2 separate regions of the Hordeum vulgare genome follow, and region 2 is linked to region 1. Evidence: chromatin contacts called from public Hi-C data. All regions are on one chromosome and are shown on one strand. Each heading gives the region's core, a stretch centred on a gene start, on an enhancer-like site or on the middle of the called end of the contact. The rest is flanking DNA. Distances are from core to core; before and after follow the strand shown.

Region 1 (2,645 bases), core at 103-2,602:
ACTTACAATAGAATCAACGCATGTATATCAGTATCATGGGCAGAGCATTCTTGCAATTCTCTTTGACTCTAGGGAGGCATTTCAGGCGGAAAACACCATCTCCGGTAGGTATGTACTCGTCAGCCAACAATTCACTCATCTCAGAAAATTCAGAAGCCTTTGAGCTTGCCGGTGAGCCCGGCCAGCTCCACCCATTTCTCCAGCGCCGTGGCCGACGACACGAACGCCGACTTGGAGGAGTTAATGTCGCTCTTGCTCACTGCAACAAGAATGAAAACAGAAAAAGATAATGTTTTTGAAGGACCGGAGATGATGTTCACTTGTTCAGAGCCCCTTTTCCTAATTCTTCCAGTGCTAGAGCTAAACTGATGAAGTATATATATACCTGATGTGAACAAGGAGGACAGCGAGGAGTTGAAGCTGTCGACCGCGCTCTTCTCCTCACTGCTTGAGCTGAACTGTTGCGCACATACAGTGATAGAAATCAGTCAAACAGTTCTGTGTGTAAGTGTAAGTATCTGTGTTTTTGTTACAAGGGTTTTGCCTTGGAGAAAGCTGCATTGACGTTCTGCACCCACGGCGCGTCGGAGCCGGGGCCGAGGACGTCGCCGGCGGCGGCGAGGTCGTCCTTGTCAATGGCCTGCCCCACCTTGCTCAGCTTGTACACCAGCTCCTGCAAGTACCCTGTGGTTAAGGATTAATTGCCAGCACTAGTTTGCAAAGCATCGCAGATAGGCACTACTACAAGGCATGGCTAGTTTAAGCTGACCGACCTGTCTCGGCGGCGGAGGAGCTGATGACCCCCTGCTTCTGGAGCCGCTTCTTCTTGTCCTCCTTGACGCGCTCCAGCAGCTCCAGGTCGTCGTCGGCCTCCAGGATGGCGGCCCGCGCGGCGTCGCCCGAGGAGGAGGCGCCGGCGAGCGCGAGCGCGGCCAGCAGGCACGACGACGCGATGCCGCGGCGCCTCCCGACGACGACGGCGGCGTCCTGGCCTGCGCTGCTCGCCGCGGCCACCCCTCTCAACGAGGTGGGTTTCTTGGCGACAGGATGCAGCAGCGCGGGCACCTCCTGCGCCGCCGCGGCCGGCTTGGACGCCGCCGCCCCGCCGCACCCGGCGAGCGTCCACGCCTCGGTGACCATGGGCACCATACGATCGACGGAGAGAGAGCGCGCGCTTGGTTCAGTGGGGAGGTTGGTGAGGAGCTGTGGCCGTCGTCGCGTGGGGAAACCGGAATGCGGAATGAGATGGCCGAATGGAATGGAATGGAAGTGAGTGTCCCCTTATCCTCGCTATATCTCGCCGCGCTCGTCACAGCCACAGACGGGTTAGCCTCAGTCGGCCATGCCAGTGTGGGTATGGAACGGCAATGCTTTGACACATGTAGTACGTGCGTTGTAGGTGGCCTCTCGCGGCAGAAAGTAGTTCTGCCCGTTTAACGTTAGCTACGGGCAACATATCTACCCTTCATCTAGACATTAAGATGCGTGTGGTTGCTAACTTTTTATTCTCAGTTTTTTGTTATATAAAAACTATACCGGGAGAACGGAGGTTTGGAGGCCGAGCTTCATGGAGCTCGAAATTTTCAAAAAAATTCAAATTCTCAATTTTAAATAATCTGGAAAAATATGCGAGTAAAGAAGGATGTTATGTCTATGTGTGTAAATTTTTAGGATGAAATACCTTAAAATACGATCTGTATAAAAAAGATAAATTAATGGCCTAGGACGATGAATAGTATCATGTGTTAAAAAGCGTTAAATTTATCTTTTTTGTACAAACCTCATTTCAACATATTTTCTCTGAAAATTTACACATATGTGTGTTACACCCTCACTTGTCTCTATGTTTTTATCAATTTTTTTTAAAATGTAGAAAATATGAATTTTTATGAATTTTTGGAATTCAAATTTAAAAACCATCATGGAGGTCGAGCTTCGAAAGCAATTTCCGCTATACGTGAAGAAATACAATGTTTTGGACTTCATTATTGTCCTTTACTCCCTCCGTTTCTAAATATAAGTCTTTTTAGAGATTTTACTAGTGGACTACATACGGATGTATATAGACATACTTTAGAGTATAGATTCAATCATTTTGCTCCGTATGTAGACCCTTAGTGAAATTGCTTAAAAGACTTATATTTAGGAACGGAGGGAGTAGTTATGTACTTATGTTAACCTAACCGGAGCAATTCTCCCTGCAGAGAGGCAACACTAAGGAGTACAGATATGGAAGCTGGTGGTCAGTTTGGAGGACAGGGACATACAGCATGGTACTTTAGTGAAATCGCTTAAAAGACTTATATTTAGAAACGGAAGGAGTACATGGCATGCATGCCAGACATGGCACAAAGTTGACAGCTCAAAATGTCTTCTCTCACACAATAAATCTAACCTTTTATTGCACCTTTGCTAAATTAAATCGTTCATATACTTTAAGCCATAAGGTTGTATCTGAAATAATTTATATATTTGAACTCCTGGCGTGAAGACCTTTAGAACTAGACCAATCTTGTATACATTTCAAACACGTTTAAAATTTACCATTTCAAATTTCATATGTGGAATGCACATATTTCACTAAATACGAAACAAACCTATTTCACTAGAAATACTTGAAACCAATCAATTTCAAAATTATGAAA
Region 2 (2,645 bases), core at 69-2,568, 700 kb after region 1:
TGATGTTTGCTCTCAATACATAGTAGTGTTTACACTCTAATAAGCAACCTCCTTTGCAAAGATGTTTTCTCCACAACACGACACTGCCATTGTTTCTTATCAAAGTAATAACTTGTCCGCCACAACTTCTCAAGAGTAACAAGCAAGTAATAACTTATCCACCATGGATTCTTAGAGCTACAAGTCGGGTTTTTTAGGTTCAAAGGATAAGAATAGGATATCTCAATTCCTATATGGAAAAGAGATGTCATTTCATCCATAGGATGCATTTTTTTTCATCAGGTTTGTGCTAATATATTTTTTCTATGAAATGTAAAGTATAGGAATCCTACATAGAAATAGGGATCCATTCTTGCAAATCAAAGGGCTCTAAAGAAAAAAATCTACAAGAATTCTATATCATATGAAATGCCCCCACCATTCATACAAACGAATGAAGGCCTAAGTAACAATCGGGATACAAAGAGTACACATCACAAAAGAAAAAAAGAGCCATGATGAGGATGCTTGTTAGCATCTTGTTTACCCTTGAGAGAAGGTAAAGAACCTATGATGAGCAATTTTGTATTTTTCATGTTCCTTTCATATTTGTCTCGTCCATTTCTTCAAATCATTACAAAACATTTTTTATGGGACTGCCAAGATACCCTTAGTCCATAGGTAGACATCTGTTTTCCGTCTATATGAGATAATTCTTTTCAACATTGGCGAAGCAAGGGAGATGAGCATGGCCAACTCACATCCTATTCCCATACACAAACAAAATAATTATGTTGGCTCTCAATAGGTAGTGGTATTTACGCACTAGTACACAACCTCCTCTACAATGTTGTTTGCTCTACAATCCGGCTACGCCACCGTTTCTTCTTAAAGTGATAAACCAAGTAACATCTTGAAAGAAAAGAAAAAAAGTTAAGTAATAACGTGGCCGCCACTACTTTCGAAAACAACAAGCTAGGTAATAACTTATCCACCACGATTTCTGAGATCAACAAGCCAAGCAACACCTAGGAAATAAAGAATTCGCAAAAGAGAAAAGATCAATCAACAACTTGTCAGCAACTACAGTAAGAGGCGATCGGTCTTCGACGACACGAAGCGATAATGATGAGATGAAAATCACCGTAACAAGAAGAAGTGGTCCAATCAACATATAAAGAAAGAACCAAGCAGCAAGAAGCCTGCCTCTCCATTTGGGAGGAAACATGAGGGAGAATTTTGGGGGGAGATGTTCATCCGTTGGGGACTCGGAGGCCCCACGCTTCCGAATTTGGGAGGAAACGGGAGATACATACATAGATTTTCCTTTTGGCCCACCAACAAAGCGCGGCTCCAGTCCTCTTCCCGTTCCCGTTCGCCTCACGCGTTCCCGTTCCCGTCCCCGACTCATAGCCCCCCCTCCCGTTCGCCCCTCGTCTCAAGTTCTCGCGCTCCCTCCTTCGCCCGCACGGGGCCCCGAACCCCTCCTTCGCCCTCCCGCCGCCCAGCCCTCGGCCGCGTCCTCCTCCCCGCCCCGGCTCGACCGCGCCGGCGCGGAAGCGGGGATCCCATTCGGGCCCCGGCTCGACTCCCTCTTCCTTCGACGGTAAGCAAGCCCTAGCCCCTCCGTCGATTTTCGCCGTTCCGACGGAGAATGAGCTCTGCTCCGCGCGGATCCTGCCCCTCGATCGGCGGAACCGAGGTTTACTCGATCGAATCCTCTCGCCGCGTAGCTCGATTAGTCGGTCGCCGGTTCGCGCGCTGCGTGGCGGCTCGATTCGGCCCCTCGCATTTCTCTTTCCCCCCGGGCGATCGCGCGCGGGATCCGTGCCCGTCTCGGTTGACCCCGCGTGGCAGTGCTCGCATTGCGGCGTCGTGTCTGGTGCTACGGGCAGCTTTGCGCTGCTTATGCCAGTTTAATTCTCCATGAGTTTTGCCTTTGCCGCCCGCATCGCGCGGCAGAGGCTGTGGTGTTGCTGCGCGCGAATCAAATGGGCCGGGTCTTGCTTTGGAAGTTGGATGGAACTTGCTCTCCTTGTTTATGTACTTTTTTACGTTGCTGTGCGTTGTGCTGCTGATAAAGTTTGCTAACGCGGTGTTATTTTGGCCGCTGTGTTCAGCCGCATCTGTTCATCAGAGGCTGATGACGGCGACAAATTGAAGCCCATTTTGTGGACGAGATGAATTTGGGGCAGCTGTCAAACCTGTCCGGGAAGACCACACAGATGAATCCGGGCAGTGGTCACGGGATGCTGCAGCAACAGCAGCAGCGGCAGGTCGCTTCGGGGCACCCTGCTGCGGATCCTGAGTTTGTAAACATGCGCAAAACCATGCTTCAGAGGATGTAAGCTTTTACTTGTTACCAAATCCACTTCTCGATTGGTTCTGGTGCAATAACTCATGTTTAGTTGTTGATGATAGTCGAACCAAAGAACTTCTTTGCAGAGAATTTGCATTTGAACCACAAGCTTGAACTATTGATGTTAACTAACACTAATTTAACATTGCCAGATTAGAGATTATTATGGCAAAGAGGAGTGCATCTCCTGGAATGATGCCAAACATGACGAACCTTGCAAAGCGGCTTGAAGTGGCTATGTTCATGGCGCATCCGACTAAGGTAATCTGAATCATTCATTTTTTAAGGCACACACACACACACACAA

Evidence for each region. Hi-C and Micro-C count contacts between places; a contact is called where the count stands out from the background.
Region 2: a Hi-C map of seedling shows a contact between it and region 1, with 4 times the contacts expected there. The contact joins the promoter of LOC123412251 here to the promoter of LOC123407145 in region 1. A contact is called at or near these places in 2 of 6 Hi-C or Micro-C datasets (leaf and seedling).

The regions. Positions count from the first base shown.
Region 1 is chr7H:562,537,517-562,540,161 of MorexV3_pseudomolecules_assembly, forward strand. LOC123407145 (thylakoid lumenal 16.5 kDa protein, chloroplastic-like) reads right to left here and starts at 1,353. Exons shown (of 4, transcript XM_045100216.1): 1 at 774-1,353; 2 at 545-684; 3 at 386-458; 4 at 1-259. The coding sequence starts at 1,149. The coding sequence ends at 150.
Region 2 is chr7H:563,234,499-563,237,143 of MorexV3_pseudomolecules_assembly, forward strand. LOC123412251 (probable histone acetyltransferase HAC-like 1) reads left to right here and starts at 1,319. Exons shown (of 18, transcript XM_045105198.1): 1 at 1,319-1,585; 2 at 2,100-2,323; 3 at 2,491-2,599. The coding sequence starts at 2,160.